4 separate regions of the Mus musculus genome follow, and regions 1, 2 and 3 are each linked to region 4. The links are chromatin contacts, called in public ChIA-PET, Micro-C and promoter capture Hi-C maps. All regions are on one chromosome and are shown on one strand. Each heading gives the region's core, a stretch centred on a gene start, on an enhancer-like site or on the middle of the called end of the contact. The rest is flanking DNA. Distances are from core to core; before and after follow the strand shown. Region 1 holds the start of Ggt5 (gamma-glutamyltransferase 5). Region 2 overlaps Snrpd3 (small nuclear ribonucleoprotein D3). Region 3 holds the start of Susd2 (sushi domain containing 2). Region 4 holds the start of Specc1l (sperm antigen with calponin homology and coiled-coil domains 1-like).

Region 1 (5,093 bases), core at 1,924-4,423, 380 kb after region 4:
GTCTTGTGTATGAAATGGAGTCATCTCACTTGGAAAATGACAAGGCAGGATCCTAAGACTTACCGTGATGTTAAGTCATGAAGCTAACACCAACCTTTAAGTGGGGGGAATCCCACCGTGCCTGAGAGTTAGGGGGATGGGGTAAACAGAACACCTAAATTGTCCTAAGCAGTGACACTTGCAATATCAGCCACTAGAGGGCGCCCCGACCTTGCCATTAACTGGAACAAAGCAATGACACTGTAGCTGTGGGTGGAGAATGCTTCTAGGACAGATGTGGGCTCTCATTGGCCCGCACTTAGGGGGTAAAACTGAAGGAGAGTAGACTAGAGACAAAAACAAGGCAATTTGGCTAAGGCCATACTTGAGGTCACTTTCCAAGCACAAACCCAGAGTGAAAGCCAAGCTTGTCTTGCAAGAGGCCCAGTTCTCAAACAAACAGACAGTCCCAGCAGGTCCGCCAGCTATAGAAAACCCACAGATCCACAAGGGGAACACAGCTCACAATGGATGAGCCCAGAAGAGCACCATTAGATACATCCCTCCTTGTGTTAGTCAGGGTTTCTATTGCTGCAATGAAAGACCATGACCAAAGCAGCTTGGAGAGGAAAGGGTTTATTTGGCTTACATTTCCACATCACAGTTGACCATGAAAGGTAAGGACAGGCACTCAGACGGGCCAGGAACCTGGAGACAGGAGCCAATACAGGGGCCATGGAAGAGTGCGACTTGCTCCTCATGGCTTGTTCAGCCTTCTTTCTTATAGAACCCAGGACCTTCAGCCCAGGGATGGCGCCACCCACAATAGGCTAAACCCTCCTCCATCCATCACTAATTTAAAAACTGTCCTGCAGGCTTGCCCACAGCTAGATCTTATGGAGGTATTTTCTCAGTTGAGGCTCCCTCTCTGATGACTCTAGTTTGTGTCAAGTTGATATAAAACTAGCCAACACACTCTTTAAGGGCAGCCCCTCATGCTGTGTCAAGGTCTATAGAACTCACAGCTGTGACCACGAGGTAAAGAGACACTTGGAGACAATGTAGAAGTGAGCCACCGGGGTAGTCACAGCCTAGGAGCTAAATATTGCCCCTTAAAGTGAGCACAAGTTGGGGGTCCCTGAGGGAAGGGACCCAGTGGCTGGAGGAGGGTCCCAGGAGGCTAGAAGTCCTGGTGTTTCCAACCTGCCCATGGGAAAGCAGGGTTTTCCTGTAGGTGTGCTCCATGTCTGAGCTCTAAAGCTCTCTATCTCTGGGGCTCCTTGGGGAACACAGAAGCTGGGCTGAAGGGGGGGGTGCCAGCCATTCCTCAATCCATATTTGAAGGGGAGAAGGCAGGATTCCCTAGGCCAATATATTAAGATATGGTATATCAGTGTTTCATGCCCCACTGGACTGGCCGGAGATTTCCATGGACCCAGGGTGCTTGAAGTGTACCGCGCTCTCCCAGACCCACTGCGTATAGCCCAGAGCTTCTTTGGAGACTTGGGGACTTGAGTGACCATCCCCTTTCTAGTGCCTTTCCATGTTACTTCCTGGATAAGGGCCTTTGGAGCCACCAGACCTGGCCTTCCCAGCCAAGTCCAGTATGATAGCAAGCCTTGAGAATCCGTAGAACTGCCTCTGAACTCTGGTCTGCGCCTGACCAGGATGTCCCAGCCAGGGACCAGGAGGGGAAGATAACCTACCCTTGTGTCTGCTTGTTCCCCCCATACTGCTTTGGCCTTAGGGGACAGTGGCCCGTGAGTGGACTGGCCTACATTCAAGAATGTGCTTTGGTTCCTGGTTGAGCAATGACATGACATTGTAGTGTTGGGGACAACTGGGATGGGGAAGACTCCCACAGACACTCCCCTCTTCCTCTAGGAAGATGTGGGAACAGGCTTACAGGAAACAGCCTCCCTTGTCCAGGCTTAGCAGGGACTCTGGGTGTGACACTTAACAGGATGGGTGGCCAGTGCGGGCATTCCCTCTCTGGGCCTCTTTTTTTTTTTTTTTTTTTTTTTTTTGGCATTGCCAAGCCGGGGGGTACGAAGATGGGGGCGGGGGGCATGCTCAGTGGAAAGAGAGTGAGGAATGATGGGAAGGCCTGAAACCAAGAGCTCTTCTGCCCTGCACATGTATTAATTCTGATCACGAGAGCACATTGGTGGGTCCTCACTGCTCCAGCTGCCTCCCACTGGAACATCCTGAGATCATGGAAAGATAGGACCCAAGCCAGGCTCCCAGAGGAGGAGGCTCACCAGCACAGAAATAGCCCTGAGTTCTTCTGGACTCAGCAAGTGGGCCTCTGAGCTGCAGAAAAAGGGAGGGCACTTGAGCAGGGCAGCCTCGTCCTTTAGAGGTCTAAGGTTGAGTTTATGGGTCACTATGTCCCAGCACTGTGTGTCAGCAGCACTGGGTGTCAGGGCACTGGACATCTGGCCTGCCTGCCCACTCCCTTCCCACCCCATGCTCAGATGTTTGGATGAGGCTGTGCCAGGCTGTAATAAAACGGTCCCGACGAGGCTGGAGAGCTGGCTCAGCAGTTAAAAGCACTGACTGCTCTTCCTGAGGTCCTGACTCTAAATCCCAGCAACCACATGGTGGCTCACAACCATCTGTAATGAGATCTGATGCCCTCTTCTGGTGTGTCTGAAGACAGCTACAGTGTACTTACATATAATAAATAAATAAATAAATAAATAAATAAATAAATCTTTAAAATATTTTAAAAGATTCATTTCTATAAAAATTTTAAAAATTAAAACAGCACGGTCCTGAGTGGCTACCTTGGTCTACCTTCAGCCCCATCTCTGTACCAGCTGGGTGATTGCATTGAGAGGCTGCCTGGGTGGAACCAGTTGGGAGTGGAAGCTGGGGAATGGAGTTTCACCCTGCAGGAGACACCCTGACCCTGAGCTGTTGGGAGGCAGGAAAACAGTGAGAGAGGTTCCCTGAGTTCCATGTCCCAGTTCCCCTGGGTGCATCAAGCATCACATTTCCAATGGCACTGGGACTGAGGAGTCTTTGGGTGGTGTTGGGGCAGCAGGGCAGGCCATGGGATCAACTGGCGATGGAAGAGTTAACAGCGGCAGCTGGCTCTTCTCAAGAAAAAAAAAACTCCCTGTAGATGCCTGGCTTGCCTCCAGGGTTGAGCCTCGGGAGCTGAAAACTGCAAGTTCAGACCTGTGGCTAGTTCTGCCTCTGGAGGAGAGTGTAGCAGCAGCCTGGCCACAGCCTGCCGTCTGTCTATCCATAAACCCAGGCTGGCTGGCTTCCTGTTTCTCCTCTGTAACCTGCCTGGCCACCTATCTGTAAGGCTGTCCGTCATCCTTTCTGTCCAGTTGTCTGGCCTGTGTGGCTGTCTGTCTTGACCCATCGATCTTTCCCCTCTGTCCAATAGCCTGAGATCACCCTGTGTAGCTTCTTTTCCCTTCAGTTTGTCAGTCAGTTTGTCTGTCTCTGTCTGTCCACTGCCCTGTGTGTCCAGTTGCCTCCCTCTCTGTCCCTGGGCCACTGAGCCATGGCTTGGGGTCACAGGGCCACGGTCTGCCTGGTCCTGCTGGGTGTAGGTCTAGGTCTGGTTATCGTTGTGTTGGCTGCGGTCCTTTCTCCTCGTCAAGCCTCTTGTGGTCCCGGTGCCTTCACGCGTGCTGCGGTAGCGGCTGACTCCAAGATCTGCTCGGATATTGGACGGTGAGTAAAAAGTGGGTGTGAGCTCAGTGGCCCTTGGCAGCTAGCGGGTTGTGCCTGGAGACTGTGTAACTGTGGTGGGGGTGTGAAGAGGGACACGCGAGTGCCGGCTGTGCTTGCGGTGGGGTAAAGGCCATGTGTGGTTTGGCTTCCTACAACAGTCCCAGGGCCCTTGCACAGAATGGTGTATGTGTGTCCATAGGGAAGATGGGGACTCTGGACAGCATTGCAAAGATGGTGTGAGTCTATTATTGAAGATCGGCTATACAGTGCTGGTTGGAAAGGCAGACTGGATGAGACCTGTGACTTTGTGCCTGCTGGTTCTGACCAAGACTGGACCTTTTTCAGAAACCTGGGCAACGGGCTTCAGGGTTCCATACATTGGTCTGCCCTGCCACAGAGAGAGGGAGGTCCCAGGGCCAGTATAAGAAAGCACGTTACAGCTGTCAGGACCTCCCTCTCTGTGGCAGGGTCTGGCCTTGGTGAGTGGAGTGACTGATGTGGAGGCTGGGAAGGAGGGAGAGAGACAGACAGAGACAGACACAGACACAGAGAGAAAGAGAGGCAGAGACAGAGAGACAGAGACAGAGAGACAGAGAGAGGAAGAGTGGGGAGAGAGAGACAGACAGAGAGATAGACAGAGAGACAGACAGAGAGAGAGGCAGAGAGAGAGGCAGAGAGAGAGGCAGAGAGACAGACAGAGAGAGAGGCAGAGAGAGAGGCAGAGAGAAGCTACAGTGGTTGTTTCCTGACCTTCCAGGAAACCCAGCCCATGGGAAGCCTATGCTACCCACCATGCTGCCACAGGATTACCCTGAGGCAAGAAGTCACTCCTGGTCCCCTGCCTCCCACTGGGGCCCTGAAACCTGGACAAGCCTCTCCTTTTTTCTGGTCATCTGGGTCTCCTTCCCAGAATATCTGCCTGGTAGCCCACTGTCAGGGTTCAAGTGCTTTGTAAACCCAAGGCTGGGTCCTGCAGCAGGCAGAGTGGTGGTCCTGGCCCAAAATACCATGCTGTTATGCTTTTTTTTGACTGTTATTGAATGTACCTTCTGTCTGTCTGTCCTTCCTTCTTCCTTCCTTACATCCTTTCTTCCTTCTGTCCATCCTTCCATCTGTCCTTTGTCTGTTTGTCCTTCAAACCATCTGTCCTTCCTTCCTTCCTTCCTTCCTTCTGTCCATCCTTCTTTCTGTCTGTCTGTTCATCTGTTTTTCCTTCCATCCTTCCTTCTGTCTATCCTTCCTTCCTTCTGTCCATCCTTCCTTCCTTCTGTCTGTCCTTCCTTCTGTCTGTCTTTCCTTCCTTCTGTCCTTCCTTCTGTTTGTCCTGCCTTCCTTCCCGCCTCCCTTATTCCATCTGTCTACCCATTCTCTTCCACCTCCCTCGCTCACAGTAGCCCGCAACCCTGCTAACCTGGTCC
Region 2 (4,591 bases), core at 74-2,573, 320 kb after region 4:
GCACTACCTCCCACCATGACACCAGTTATCAGCACCAACTTCCACTCCTCTTCCTTCTCACCGCATGATTTGGTCCAGGCAGCCTTCCAGGCCTCTTCCAGACTGATGCCCAGGCTTCAGCTGGTGCTGTTGTGAGCATCCCAGCCCCCCTGACCTCTCTTCTTCTTCTTTGTTTCAGTGGCCGCACGAGGGAGAGGACGTGGGATGGGACGTGGGAACATCTTCCAGAAGCGAAGATAATATTCTCCATTGAAGAGAACGTTGTCCTTTCTTCTCTTTGATTATTGCAGGGGTTTTGGGGGGAGGGGGTATTACATGTGCATATGTCTTAGATTTTCTTTTGATAAACTGTTAAGCTAAATAAAATTTGGTTGTTTTGTGGTTTGTGTGAGGCTTTTTTGTTTTGTTTTGTTTTGTTTTTGAGGAAATAAGAACTGTGTGTTCGTGTTTGTAGTTTGCTTTGGCAGCAGGTTAGAATCTGACACCTTTGGACATGTACTGGGGAGATGCCAGCACTCTTCAAGCAGCAGTGTGTGATAAAGAGTGCAAGCACTTTTCAGGCCTCTTTCTAGTTGAAGGGAGAAAAGCCTAACTAAGAGAGGAACCCTGTGTTACATGAACACTCAGTGTGGCACTTTCCCAGCTAACCTGACACAGGCAACCTGACCTGTGAAGATGACTCATGCTCTGATCAGTAATACAGTAATCATAGTGTCTCAGCATTCGACAGCTCCAGAGGGAACCCTGTCTGTAGCTACTCATATTCAACTCGCTCCACACAGTGTTAGGAGCATCTCAGCATTGATAAGCACACTAATTTTTTAAAGGTTTATTTTATTATGTATGCAGCGTTCTGCTTGCATATATGCCTGCACACCAAAAGAGAACACCATCATAGATGGTTGTGAGCCACCATGTGGTTGCTGAGAATTGAACTCAAGACGGAAGAGCAAACAGTACTCTGAACCTCCGAGCCATCTCTTCAGTCCTCTTTGTTTTTTCTTGCACTTGGAGTACTCTGGTGGTTGCCTTGGCCTAATGGAGTCTTTGGTGGTGGTTATAGTTTGGTGTGCTCCTTTCCTGCAGCTTTCTTTCTCATTCAGTGTGATGCCAACTTTAGTGGGCTGATTCAAGTTGACATGTGTCGTCTCAGGGTTGGGTGCAAGCATAAGCCTGCAGCATGACCCGTCAAGCCCCACCCAGTAGGCCATGTGCGCTTCATCACCAGCTGTTTATGTGGTGAAATGTTAACATCCTTACCCTCCAGCATTTACCCTCCACCATGGCTGTGGGTTGCCAGGGGTGGGGTGGTTGACACAGATTCTCTTTACATAGACCTACTTGCTCTGTAAACTAAGTAGCTCAGACTCGGGTGCACATGCATGGACTTCCTGAGTGCCATGGTTAAGGGCGTGGGCCACTATACCCAGCCAAAAAACAAAGCTTGAGTTCATCTCTGCCTCTGTCGAATGTCATGCAGAAGAGACGGAGTGTGCCTTCATTTCTAACAGGATTGCTAGTATGTGTTGGAAACCATTTCTTTCAGGCTGGGCATGGTGGTATAGACCATAATCCCAGCACTCAGGCAAGTGGATTTCCAAGCTCAGGGCTTGCTACTTAATGAGTTCAGGCCAGCCTGGGTTAGACACTTTTCCTCCCCTCCCCTCCCAGAATACATACATACACCTTACATATTTACACATGCTTAGATTTTTTTTTTAATTCACTTTTTGAGGATGCCTGCCAGCACACATGTGAAAGTCAGAAGACAACTTTTGGGAGTTGCTCTCCCATCTTCTTTGGAATCAAACTTAGGTTGTCAGGGTTTACAGTAATTCTGCCCGCCCCCTCCAGCTTTTAGCTCATCACTTCTTTCAAATGTGTCTGCTTAGCCTTTGCTGTCCCAGTTTTGTGCACTATCATTTGTGTTCCCCAGCACCTGTCTTCCTGATTGTAATTCTGCCACTGCCATCCATACTTGTTATATCATGACTGGTTAAATTATGACTAGTAAGCCACGGAGTAGTGCTGAAGACTGTTCCCTGGGAGTAAGTCCCGTGTGCGGCCACCTGCTGGTATCTTGACTTTTATCTTGGCTTTAGTCCCTGTATATCCCTGGATCAAAGACTTGGAGCCTGTTGCTATTTATCTGTTCTTTATCTGTAGTCTGAACTGGTTTACCCTGCTGTTGTCACCCCAAGTTCTTGCCATCCCCTTCCTCAGCTCAACTCCTGTTTTCAGTGTAGGTTCTTTCTGTTTGGTTTATTTTATTGTATTAATAAATGGTGCATGAAAAGTTTGTTTGATTATTCCAAGACTGCCTATCTGAATTTTAAGTTAGAACCTGCACTCCATCCAATTGAATGATGTGTTCAGTAGGGAGACAGGACCAAACAACTACTTGTCCCAGGTAGCAAAACAAAGACAGGTCCAAGTACAGATATTACCAGAATCCAACTTGGTGAACCAATAAATTGAATTAGGAGTATTTATAAGAATATGGGTGGAGGGTTACCTACAGGAGCAGAAAATGACAAGTGTATCACCAAAACTTAACCCAGCATGGGTTCTGACATAGACCTGAAAACCTGGAGTGCACAGCATGACCTGCAGAGAGCACAACAGATGGGAGACTGTCCTTTCTAGACAGCTCGCATGGACTGGTCTGAGCCTCTTCCAGGCAACTCAGCTTGCCTACGTGTAGTGTGTTTCGGGGGGGGGGGGGGGGGTAAGAAGCATGTTGAGTCTGATCAGTTTCAGGACTTTCTTCTAAGCCTTTTGAGTTGTTCCATTCCCGAACCTAAGGGCATGACAAGGCTAGATATGATGGTCCATACCTTTAATTGCACTTGCAAGCCAGAGGCAGGCAGATCTCTCTGTGAGCTTGAGGTAACTGATTTTTTTATATAAGTTTTTGGTTATTGGTTTGTTTGGTTTGGTTTTGATTTTTCAAGACAGGGTTTTGCCGGGCAGTGGTGGCACAAGCCTTTAATCTCAGCACTCGGGAGGCAGAGGCAGGTGGGTTTTCTGAGTTCGAGGCCAGCCTGGTCTACAGAGTGAGTTCCAGAACATCCAGGGCTATACAGAGAAACCCTGCCTCGAAAAAGAAAAAAAAAAAAAAAAAAAAAAAAGACGGTTTCTCTGTGTAATCCTGCCTGTCCTAGAATTCACTCTGTAGTAGATCAGGCTGGCCTCGAACTCACAGAGATCTACCTGCCTCTGCTGCCTAAGTTCTGGGATTAGAAGTGTGCACCATCACTGCCTGGCTAAAAATACGTTTTTTTTTTTTTTTTTTTTTTTAAAGAATGAAAGCTGACACCATAGCACCAGTAACTAGTCCGTCCCCCCCACCCCAAAGACAACATGTAACATTGGTTCTGATCTCAACTACTGTTTTCTTATATACAGCAAAGTTTAGACTCCACCTGTGGTACCAACTATCCCAGCATGAACAGTTTTTTGCTGAATATTCCATATTTAAATTAAGCATAGGATTTTGTTTTCTGCTAGTGGCCAAAGCAAAAGAACGTAATTAGATTTACAAATGTCCCTGAAAAGAAAGCAGACAATACATGAAATTAGTTTTCAAAATTTCAGGCCTCTGATACTGAAGGAAATTAATTCCTAATAAATAGGGGAGTTACCCACTGTCCAGCTTACGTTTTACAAAGAGATTCCACCCTTTGCACCATAAAGCAAGGACTGAGCCTCCCTGGAACCTCCTGTTATGAAGAATCAAAGCTAAGAAATAAAAGCCTGAAGAAGCCAGGCTCTCTGAAGGGTGGTCTTGAGTACTGAGCAGAATATGGATCCACACATGATTGAGAAAGCAGGCTACAGGGCTGGCGAGATGGCTCAGCCAGTAAGAGCACCGCTTGCTCTTCGGAAGGCCCTGAGTTCAAATCCCAGCAACCACACAGTGGCTCACAACCATCCGAAATGAGGTCTGACACCCTCTTCTGGTGTGTCTGAAGTCAGCAGCAGTGTACTTATTTATAATAATAAATAAATCTTTTTTTAAAAGAGAGAAAGCAGGCCAGGCAGGGAAATCTGCTATATATAAATTTTGCATGCTGTCTTAGCTGTGGAGTTGTTGAAGGCTTGTGGTCTAGCAATACATTCTGGGAAGTTTTACCTGATAATCTCAGGGTTATTAGGCTAGACATGGAGGTGGGTGATAGGTGGCTATTAAGCAGACCAAAGCTATATGGAGATGATTTGACTCTGGGTCTGACAAATTCCAAATCTCCATAGTTAATCAGTTGAATCTTTAACACAAGTATGGTGCGGGATTTTTCTGGAAAGCGCAGTTCACCTGGAGAAGCACCAAGGTTGAGTCAGGAAACTACTGGGCCCAGGGGAGACTGGCTTGAGGCCCTGACAGTGGTTTTCTGTGTGGGACAAGTTTTCTCAATGGGCTCTGGGTAACAGGAGTGGGCTTCAACTTTGGCCCTGGCTTTGAGTACAGTTTAGATAAAGAAAGGGGATGGATGTAGGATTGATTGGTTTGCATATGAAAAAAAAACACTGTCAGGCCTGTTGTTTGCAATCATTAGGAGGTAGCTGAGAACAGCTTTCAGGGGTTGGTTCT
Region 3 (4,897 bases), core at 1,488-3,987, 430 kb after region 4:
TGTTTCTGTCTAGCTGCAAACCCCTCCTTGATCTATACCACCAGACCGAAATCTCTTTTTCCTTTCCACACCCCTTCCTCCATCCCCGCCTGAGACTCCTCCTCTCACATCTGAGTGTCTGAAAGTTCCAGACACCCCCATCCAGCCCTTGGCAGGCCCCACCTGTCTCCTCATAGCCCCACAGCTCAATGGTGACGGCCGGCGTGGGCAGCGCTGAAGTGTCCCAGGTGAGGTTGAGGTTTCCCCTGGTGTCTGAAGTGCCGTAGTATTGCCAATGGGTCTCGTTCACCAGCTGGCTCTTCTCGGATTCAGACACTTTGTAGGGATGTGCTGGACAGAGGGGCGAGTCCGTAAGGAATGAGTGAAGACTTAATGGTGCACAAGAGACCTGGAGGGTTCTGAGAACCTCCAAGAGACAGACAGACAGCAGTCAGGTGATGGTCTCCCTCAGGGTCCCTTGGGAGGAAGATACCATGGCCGGGAAAGATAAAGGGTCTTTCCTGCAGAACTGAGGACCCAGGCCAGACCACGCCTCTCATCTGGCCCCTCCCCAGGCCCTTGCTGAGGAACCATCAGGGGGCTGGGTCTGAATCAGACCCCCATGGCTCCAACTCCTTGTGGGCCAGGACTCTGGTCTAGATGCCAGTGGTGGAGTAATGAATGACAGCAACCCTCGCCCAAGGGACTGGTTCAGCCAGAGCGACAGGTAGGCAGACTGGGTCTAGTATCAGCGCACATGGATTAGCATTGGGGAAAGTCCCCTGGCCTGGGGTTGCAGATAGGAACCAGGGCCCAGGGAGGGTGGAGTCTATTAATTTAACAGCCTAGACTGGTTTGAAAGAGTGAGAGCTCACCAGCTAGCCAAGTGCCTGCATGAGGGAAGGAGCGGCCATTGTCCATTGATATGGTGAAGGGAATATAGCCGCTTTCATAGAGCAAGGGTGATATGCAGTGCACTTGATAGAAGTCGTCGACATAGCCAAGGGTTTGGATACTCTCCTTAAACCTGAGGGACAGAGATGGGTGGAGGCAGCCTGAGCCAAAAGCTATGGAAATGGGTTAGGCTAGGTGCGCCAGTGTTCTCCTGCCTGCCCTCGGTCCCAGGGTGCTACCTCCAGCTCCCCCACTCTATGCTTGGGATTGAGCGTGTAGGAGCCCTAATGACCTAGCTGTTTAGGTCCCCACCCCCCACCTGCAAATGACCCCATCAGTAGGGTCAGTCCACTTTAAATGTTGCACCACGAAGTCTTTGCCACCCATCATGGACCCTGAGGAGGGTAAAATCTCTAGGCAGTAGTCCAGAAAATCTTCACAACAGGTGCCAAGGCCCGAGCAGGTTGGGTGACAGGAACAGAGTCCATCCTGTGCCCCGCAGCGCAGGGAACAGCTTCCCTGGGCACCTGGAGAAGAAAGCCCCGTGTCCCAGGGTCAGCTGCCTGACCAACAGGGCCCGTTTCCCCTGGAGCCTGTGAGAAGCGTCCATGAGACAGACCAGGGATTGCTATGGCTACCAAGTGGCATGGTGGAAAGCCACCGGCTCTGTGGGCGGGGCTCCATTTTAGCACAGGTAATGGAGTGGCTTTGTGGGTCCTCACAGCTAAAAAAGGGTCCCCGTGCTTTCTGATAGGGTACATAGTCACCAAGAGTCCTACTGAAGGCCGGGGAGGGAATGGTATCTGGGTTGAGCTTGTCCCATCTCTTTCTGGGGGTGGGACACAGTTGAATCTCAGAGAGCCCCACCCTCTGAGAAGGCAGCCAGGACACTCCCTTTTTAGGGGATAGGAGGGGACATTCCAGTGAGGGTTGCAGCACAGTGTAGTTGGGAATACCCCATAGAAACTGTGGAACATCCTGTCTAGGCCTAGCTGTTCAGCCCACTTCCTCTGTGGGCTGTGGAGACCTGTGGTAGGGCTGTACTTCAGCCCCAGAGCTGAAAAGTGGAGACTGGGGTGAGGTACAAATTCCCAGGCCAGACCACACCTTCCCCAGACCCTTGATGGAGATCCACCAGGAGCCGGGCTGCGGTCTAAGCCATTAGACCACCTCACTAAGCTTATACTCCGGAGCAGCAATAAATATTTATCGGCTAAGGTTTAACGACTGCAAGGGGTGTGGGAAGATGCTTCAAGATGCCATGAGATAAAGTACCAGAAGGGTGGTGGCACTTGTGTGAAGCAGGAGACTGCAGGCTGGTTAACTCCCAGCTCAGCTCAGGGAAAGGCCATGGCTCTAGGCTCATCCTTCCTGCTAGACTTTCTTGGTTGCGCCGAGAAGGACCAGCACAGGGACAGATGAGAGGCAGGGGGTTCCCTGTGTGATTGCACCCTTCACAGAGGCTGGGCTGCAGGCTCTGGTCTTCCGGGATTCCCTCCCAGGCCCTTATGTGAGTGCAGAATGAGCTTGGTTCAGACCTCCCATCTCCACCAGAAGTGTCTAGATCCAGGAGCCCCCCCCACCCCCCCAGTTTCTTCCCAGTACTCCCCAGTGTAGTCACAGATGGACTGCCAGATGGATAGACAGCTGAGCCCAGAGGGGTGTCTGCTTAGGGCCTGGCTGATCAGGCAGATGAACAGGGAGGTCAGAAGGACAAAGTGGGGGCATACCTGCTGTGAACCCGGGGCCTGGTATTGTTGAGAGCAGCATCAAAATCCAAGGCAGGAGGGCCAGCTTCATGGTGTGCCCTGTGTCTGCAACCAGCAGGCAGCACAGTGGCTCAGAGATTTGCAGGGCAGGCTCTTGCCTGGCTGGCCAGGCCCCGCCTCCTGACCCCGCCCAGCGTTCTGCGGCATCACTCCTCCCCTCCCCTGCCCTCCCCGCCCCCTCTCAAAGTCCACAGGTGCCGATAGACAGGCAGAGCCCGAAGTGCCTAGTTAGCACATTCTTGTAGCATCATCACAGCCTTGGGACCCTGTGTGAGAATGAGGGGCTGGAGCGTCCAGATGCTAAGACCTTTGGCACCTGAAGCGGAATGGCGAGACAGCTCAGACCCTGGGGTCACAGTCCAGTCTTGTGTGTGAGGTTTCTGTTGGTTGGGTGGGAGAAGTCCTGGCCCCTTAGGGCAGACCTAGACCTCTGCTTCCCCTAGGGAGGTGTTGCTAACACACACTCAGCCTGACAGGCGGAGGTGGAGAAAGAATTAATCTGTTTGGATTTTAAGCACATAGCATGGACTTGAGACTGGGTCATTTCTGATGAATAGCCAGCCAGCTTTAGAGTCACTACCGAGACGGAGGAGCCCAGGGCTGAGGCCAGCCTAGCTCCAGTGTTGTCAGTTGGGGAGCTAACAGATCCTGTTGAGGGTTAGAAGGAAGGAGCCTGGTGGAGACCAGCTACTGGCTTCTGGGAGACCTTGATACTAGGGTGACTCATGAAGGACCCCAAAGCTGGGACTCTCTCTCACTCAGGGATTGTCACCTGGGCTAGACATCAGGACAGGGGATCTGTAGTGTTTCAATGCAGACACACTGGCTAGCCTCACAGGGGAGGAGGTGCTCAGGTGGCTGGCTTGTGAACCAAAGCCATCTGATCTGTGATTCTCCTCTGGTCCTGGGTCTCAGCCAGCCTATTGTTCTATGGGCCTAGTCCCCTCTCACTTAGAATGACTACCCAGAACTAGTCGGGGCTGGAGGTGACAGTGTCTCCCACGAGTATCTGAGGAGACCCGAGGTATAGGAGTGGGAACCAACTACCCCTAAGGTAACCCTGCCCCTATTATACCTGCAACCCCATAGGTGGATTTGGTTGAGAAGTCACCACCTTCCAGGGGAAAGAAAATCTACTAAGCCACAAGGGGCTCTATATGGGTGCTTTTGTGTGCACACTGAGGTCCTGTGGTGGTAGCAGTCGATGCTAACAACCCAGGCCCAGGATTGCGGTAACTCCCTACCCTGAGAGGCATGGGTAAGCAGAGGGGTATGGCTAAGTGACTGCTGTCCCCAGCGTCTTGGCTGTCCAGATGGCTGGCCTGGTAAGGACCCATCCTGGGTTGCCATGCTTCCAATCCATGGCCTTGGATTATTAGGTCTAGTCAACAGATTCTTCTCCATTGAGGGCTCAGTCTATGGCGGCACACAGGCGTATGGACTCGGACTTGTCTTCATTCTGGTCCAGAGTTTGCAAGGAGAGATAAATGGGGCTCTGACTATGGGTGACAGTCATGGCAGGCAGGTATGAGGTGCTAGGACTTAAGTATCTCCAAGATAGATGGTGTGGAGCCCAGGAAGGGCAGGGTTGTTTCAGTTTTGGTCAAGTGTTGTGGCACATGCCTTAACCTCACTCAGGATGCTGAGGCAGGGCTGACCTGGCCGATCCAGGCTATATAGCATGATCTTCTAGGGCTTCAATTTGGCTTCTCCTCAAATCTTACATTTTTATTTTGCAGACTGTCTGTACACTACATGTGTTGCAGCACCTGCAAAGGCCAGAAGAGAACATTGGCTCTTTTGGAACTGGAGTTGAGAGCTGGGTGTGGACTGCAGTGCGTGCGTGCATGCATGCAGGAATCAGAGCATCGAGTGCTCTTAAGGACTGAGCCAACTCTCCAGCGCCTCAATCTTTTAAGCCAGCAGCTCACATGTGTTCTGTCCTGGTCACCACTCTAGTGTAGTGTCTGGGAGGAACTATGATGCAGTAAGGCTCCCTCTTGGGCTGCTCTTTCCCGTGGTGCCCTGCGGCTAACTCCCCGGCATCACCTAGCTCTGCTTTCTTTGGGACTTCCCACTTACAGTACCGGAGCTCTTGGAAACCCAATGTCCTCTCAGACATTTCCGTCCTTTCCCAGGGATTCTGCATAGGAATCCCTGCACAGCGAATATCCCCCAGGATGAGCAAAGAGGCAGAGACTATTTTCCACCTTTATTAGAAAAAGAAGCAACAATGACAAAAAAAGGGTGTGGGG
Region 4 (5,255 bases), core at 991-3,490:
AGAGGGAGGGAGAGGGAGAGAGAAGAGGAGCAGTGGCTAGCATGAGGAAATTATTGCTAGAGGGAGGAATTGGCAGAGGAAAGGTCCTTAGATTATCATTGACCTTTGAATCTTTTTTTTTTTAAACAATTCTAGGAACTATAGAAAATGGTTTGAAATGCACCTGATTTTTTTGTTTTTTGTTTTGGTTTTTTTTTTTTTTTTTTTTTTTTTTTTTTTTTTTTTTTGAGACAGGGTTTCTCTGTGTAGCCCTGGCTGTCCTGGAACTCACTTGGTAGACCAGGCTGGCCTCGAACTCAGAAATCCGCCTTCCTCTGCCTCCCAAGTGCTGGGATTAAAGGTGTGAGCCACTACCACCTGGCATGACATACCTTTTTGAACCTCAACTTTGGCCTCAAAAAATTACCACCTGGGTGGTATTTGGATTGAAATGGTTGAGTTGATTTTGAACTACAAATACCTAAACAGATGGAGAATTAATACCCACTTATTTATATTTGCTACGCAATGGAAGTCCAGGGTTCTGGATAACGTGGTAAGGCCTGTTTAAGTGCTAATCCTATTTGACCTCCATAAAAATTTATAACAGCATATGTTTTGTAGTGGGTAAACCAGAAAGCAAAGGGACTATTATGTAATGCATCCAAGGTTCAAAGCCAGGTTTTGTTTTTGTTTTTTTTTTTTTGGCTCAATGTACTAATGTATTGTGGCTCTGCTGGTTAAGAAGGAAGAATTAAAGATCAAGAGGTACAGTGTGATGCCATCTGTGTATTGAGGTAGTAAAATAGTGCATATCGTAATTTAAATATTTGCTTCTGTTCATAAATGATGTCAAGGGATATTGATATTGAGGAGTGGAAACTATGTGAGGAATTGTAGGGTACTGAATATGTTGAAATGGTGATTTTTGAATTTTGAGGCATGTAAATTTTCTTAGAAATGCATTCAGAGATATTTATTTATTTATTTAGGGGGGGGCTGGAGAGATGGTTAGGAGCACTGGCTTCTTCCAGAGCTCCTGAGTTCAGCTCCCAGCAACCTGTGTACACATGGTGGTTCACAACCATGTATAATGAGATCTGACATCCTCTTCTGGTGTGTCTGAAGACAACAACGGTGTACTCATATACATAAATATCCATATACAAAATCTTTAAATTTATTTATTTATTTATTTATTTATCTATTTGCTAATTTATTTGAGACAGGGTCTCACCATGTGGCAATGGCTGGCCTGGAATTGGCTATATAGACCACGTTGGCCTGGTACTCACAGAGATGATCCATCTTTGCCTCCTGAGTGCTGATATTAAAAGCATGTTCCACTATGCCCAGTGAATCAGAGATTAAATTCTTAAAAAGAAAACATCAAAGAATAATGTTCCGGCTAGGTCTTGTCAGTTTGATCTAAGTTACCATTATCTGGGAAGAGGAACTTCAGTTGAGAAAATGTCTTTGTTAGATTGCCTATATACAAATCTATAGGGCATTTTCTTGGTTAATGATTGATGTGGGAGAGGCCAGGCTCACCAGGATGTGGTGTGACCCCCTAGGGGATCCTGGATGATATAAGAAAGCAGGCTGAGCAAGGCATGAGGAGCAAACCAACAATCTGTGTTTCTCCAAAGCTTCTCTGCTTCAGTTCCTGCCTTCAGGTTCCTTTGAGTTCCTGCCCTGACTTCTCTCAGTGATGGTGTGTGACCTGGGAGTTGTAAGCCAAATAAACCCTTTCCTCCCCAGGTTGCTTTTGGTCATGGTGCTTTTATTATAGTAATAGAGCCATTTACAAATTTAAAAAGTAAAATAAAAACTACACAGGAATTACATAAGCTTATAGAACTCTTTAACTTTATAATGCTAGTGATCTTGTTCCCTTTAATGGGTGGAGTAGGGACCGGTGTTGCTCATGTGCTGGGAACATAATGGGTGCCTGGCATGTGCATTTTTCTCAACTGTCGGGTTCAGCACACTGTAAACATACATTTCAACCAGAGCGGACCTATTTGCCTTGGAGGAAAAACGAGAGACTAGGAGCACTTCCAGCACAAAAGACTGCAGTTATCTAGTTGCACCGCCGACTAGCACAGCGCGTGCGCGGTCCAGAACTCAGCGCGAAGAGGAGGTGTGACAGCTGGCGCCTGCGCAGTAGCAGCCCAGGGAGGCGCCGATCACGGCACATGCGCGGGGAGTAGAAGGGGGCGGCACCGGTGGATAAGGGGCGGGCGGAGGGCGGGAGCCGCAAGGGAGACAGGGCGGGCCGAGGGAGCGGCGCCGTGGGGTTGGCTGTTGCCCTGAGGCCGGACTCAACGGACCGGGCCGCGCCACCGGGCGAGCTCGCCGCCCGGCCCCAGCCCGGAGCCAGCGAGTGAGCGAGGCGGTGCCGCGCGGTAAGAGCCGGGGCAGGGTCTTCTCCGCTTGTGCCGCGGGCACGTTCGTCTCCTCAGCGCCGCCCGCGCGGCCAGGCCCGGGCGGCCCCGCAGACCCTGGCGGCCCCGCGCCTGCGCTGTCCCCCCTCGTCACCCCCCCCATCCCCAGCCATCCCGCGCCTGCGCCGTCTCCTGCCCGGGCGGACCTCACAGCTTGCCCCGCAGATCCCCCGGGAACCCAGGCTGGCGTGGTACCCAGCTGGCTGGGGGTCTCATCCCTGCGGAGAGGCTGGGTGCGACCCTGGTGCTTGTGTTCCCTGTGGTGTCGGGAGAGACCGGGCATTCATCCTAGTTCCTTGCCCTGGGCTGGGACAGGTTGCCTCCCCATCTGGTGCATTGAGGGTGGGGAGCAGGAGCGGAGGTCCCCCGAAGGCTGCGCCCTGCAGTGTTAGGACCTGGCTGTTGGAAGCTGGCAGTGTTCTTTATTCTTGAGACTTGGCTAATTATGTCAGATTGGATGTGGATGTTTCTGTGTGTTGTTGAAGAAATGCTGCATTTTCATTAGAGGCGTGTGTGTGTGTGTGTGCATTTTCATTAGAGGCTTGTGTGTGTGTGTGTGTGTGTGTGTGTGTGTGTGTGTGTGTGAGAGAGAGAGAGAGAGAGATAGAGAGAGAGAGAGATAGATAGATGGTGGCGATACCCCAGAGAACACTAGAAAAGAAATCGGTTTCTGGTGGGCTTAGCCGCCTAAAACCAAACAAAAATTTCTGTGATCATTCAAATGCAGGCATCCTTGATTTTTTGTTTTGTTTTGTTTTGGGTTTTTTTGTTGTTTGTTTTTTGTTTTGTTTTTGTTTTTGTTTTCACTCTCTTGAAGATCAGTCCTAAAGTGCGGCGGGGTGAGGGGGCACCCTTTGACTGTCATGACAGAGAATCGTAAAGTTTGGCCTACACCTGTAATCCCGAGGCCAAGGCTGGATGAGCTCCAACTGGGCTGCAGAGTAAGGCCTTGTCTCAAACTACAAACAAAAACAAAACAAAAAACAAATCGCGGAGCCCAGGAAGGCTTCTTGTCATTCAGGAAGCTAAATCTTGAGGTGAAATCAGCTGTGGACTACAGGCAACAACAGTTCTATCTAAAGGTTTGGAATGAGGCACCAGCGTTGTTGCATAGGCATTAAAGGCACCGTTCGGTTGGTCCTCTTTCAATATGTCAGGAATGGAAAGAGTTTGAAAAGCAATACGCCTGTGCTGAATTCTGTACAGACTCTTTTTTTTTTTTTTCTCTTGTCCTTTCCTTGTACTGGGATAATATAAGCAATTGACGATGGAAGTGTACTTGAGGGTTGAGTCGTATATGGATAACTTCACTCTCCCATCTTTGGTATTAAGGGCATGGAATATGGCTAGATAAGTGTTTTATAGCTAAGCTATATCTACTCCCCAGCTTGATAAAAATTGAAGTAATGTCTCAAAATATCCAACCAATATAGAAGGGGATATGGAGAAAAAAGTATGTTGGTCTCGTTACATTTTCTTTCCTATTGAGAAAGAGCTGATGCCCCCTTCCCTTTTTCCCCCTTTTAAAAATGTCTCATTTTCCCTTTGGATCTAGTGTACACCAAATAGTGTCCTAACCTTTTGAAATTTTAGATAGCTTGAGAATGCTTTGTATGCTTGTCTGTGTATATCCCAGGTATGTAGGAATCTTCTTGACATTTTCAGCAAGAAAGTGATTTTTTTTTTTGTACCATAGAAAAGCAGTATGAAGGTGTCTTTGTATCATTCAAAATATCAGTGTCAGATGCAGAGAGGAGAGTAATTATAGCTAAAGTGAAATTTGCTCAGGGTGTGTACCTACATCTTGTTTTCTTGACATGTGACTTGTGAAGTAGAAATTGGCTTTCTGACTGACTTGACAGAGCTCATTGTTCAGATGACTCAGGTATCGAAAAAGGTCAAAATTCCTATGAGGGTCGAGTTTTCTTATATACAGGACTTGCTGAATAACTGTATGTCTATTTAAATCACATGTCTAGCTTGCACAAAGTATTACTGCAGACATCTCACCTTGATAGAGGAATGATGACAGTGTAAGGGGTTGAGAGAGTTTCCTTTTCTTTTTGGCCTCATGGCTTTGGGAAAGTAAGCTTTTCTGGACCTGTTTCTCCATTCTGTGCTTGCACACAGAGGAGCTTCAGGAGCTATTTCAATATTAAAGAATCCTTATCTACAGTTTTTAGCCAACGATGATATTGTAGTTTCCTTCTCAAAAATTTGGGTGATGAGGCAGGCTGTATAGTATGTCTGAGATGATTAAATCTGAGATACCCTAGGGTAAAAGAATTTGAGTAGGTGTTTATGTCATAAAAACTAGGACAATGTTGGGAGTTTTGATGATACTGAAGGTATTAAATTTAAAGGACTGTCATTTCTAAAACAAAACAAAAACCATTCATTTTCTTGGTGCTAGGGGCTGAAGAGTTGGCTTAGCAGCTAAGTACATTTGTTGCTCTTATGAAGGACCTGAGTTTGGTCCCCAGCACCCACATACATAGTGCCTCACAACCGTCTGTAACTGTAGATACAGGGGACCCAGCACCTTCTATAGGGCAGCAAGCATGCATGTAGTGTACATATATACATTCATGCAAAACACTCATACACATAAATAAGTTTCATATTTCAGCATCTAGTTAGACATGATTTTTACAAGTTTGTAGTTTAAGTTGTATTGGAGGTTGAGAAAGATTGCTTATGTGTAGTAGTTTGAGGCCAGTTGTAGCAATGTAGGTAGGTAGGCTCTATTAAAAAAAGATTAAACATCATTTATGATGGTGATACCAAATGATGATTTATGGTCATTGCAAATGTAAATACAAGAGAGCA

The links. Promoter capture Hi-C pulls out the DNA fragments that hold promoters and counts their contacts. A called contact is a pair of places that touch in the nucleus more often than the background predicts. ChIA-PET counts read pairs in DNA pulled down with a chosen protein or histone mark.
Region 1: a contact with region 4 is called in a promoter capture Hi-C map of pre-B cells, with 5 times the contacts expected there. The contact joins the promoter of Ggt5 here to the promoter of Specc1l in region 4. A contact is called at or near these places in 5 of 39 promoter capture datasets (the C10 cell line, hippocampal neurons, neutrophils and 2 more), 1 of 484 Hi-C or Micro-C datasets (CD8 T cells) and 1 of 115 datasets of contacts at active chromatin or transcription factors (memory CD8 T cells).
Region 2: a contact with region 4 is called in an RNA polymerase II ChIA-PET map of effector CD8 T cells, with 6 read pairs. The contact joins the enhancer-like site here to the promoter of Specc1l in region 4. A contact is called at or near these places in 18 of 39 promoter capture datasets (3T3-L1-derived adipocytes, the C10 cell line, the HPC-7 cell line and 14 more) and 4 of 115 datasets of contacts at active chromatin or transcription factors (CD8 T cells, bone marrow-derived macrophages, effector CD8 T cells and 1 more).
Region 3: a Micro-C map of embryonic stem cells shows a contact between it and region 4, with 2.3 times the contacts expected there. The contact joins the promoter of Susd2 here to the promoter of Specc1l in region 4. A contact is called at or near these places in 1 of 39 promoter capture datasets (pre-B cells) and 1 of 484 Hi-C or Micro-C datasets (embryonic stem cells).

What each region holds. Positions count from the first base shown.
Region 1 is chr10:75,586,208-75,591,300 of GRCm38.p6, forward strand. Ggt5 (gamma-glutamyltransferase 5) reads left to right here and starts at 3,174. Exons shown (of 12, transcript NM_011820.5): 1 at 3,174-3,675. The coding sequence starts at 3,503.
Region 2 is chr10:75,535,083-75,539,673 of GRCm38.p6, forward strand. Snrpd3 (small nuclear ribonucleoprotein D3) reads left to right here. Exons shown (of 4, transcript NM_026095.4): 4 at 179-358. The coding sequence ends at 240. Among named protein-coding and RNA genes, the nearest start is that of Snrpd3, 19 kb to the left of the region's middle. Within about 2 kb of position 1,324, at least 28 of the 459 cell types and tissues checked have an H3K27ac peak or open chromatin away from gene starts, as enhancers often do. A contact at or near this core is called in CD8 T cells and effector CD8 T cells, where this site is marked.
Region 3 is chr10:75,641,271-75,646,167 of GRCm38.p6, forward strand. It overlaps Susd2 (sushi domain containing 2), which reads right to left and starts at 2,738. Exons shown (of 15, transcript NM_027890.5): 1 at 2,604-2,738; 2 at 1,193-1,400; 3 at 855-1,006; 4 at 163-330. The coding sequence starts at 2,673. Cabin1 (calcineurin binding protein 1) reads right to left here. Exons shown (of 37, transcript NM_172549.3): 37 at 4,840-4,897.
Region 4 is chr10:75,209,833-75,215,087 of GRCm38.p6, forward strand. Specc1l (sperm antigen with calponin homology and coiled-coil domains 1-like) reads left to right here and starts at 2,241. Exons shown (of 16, transcript NM_153406.3): 1 at 2,241-2,387.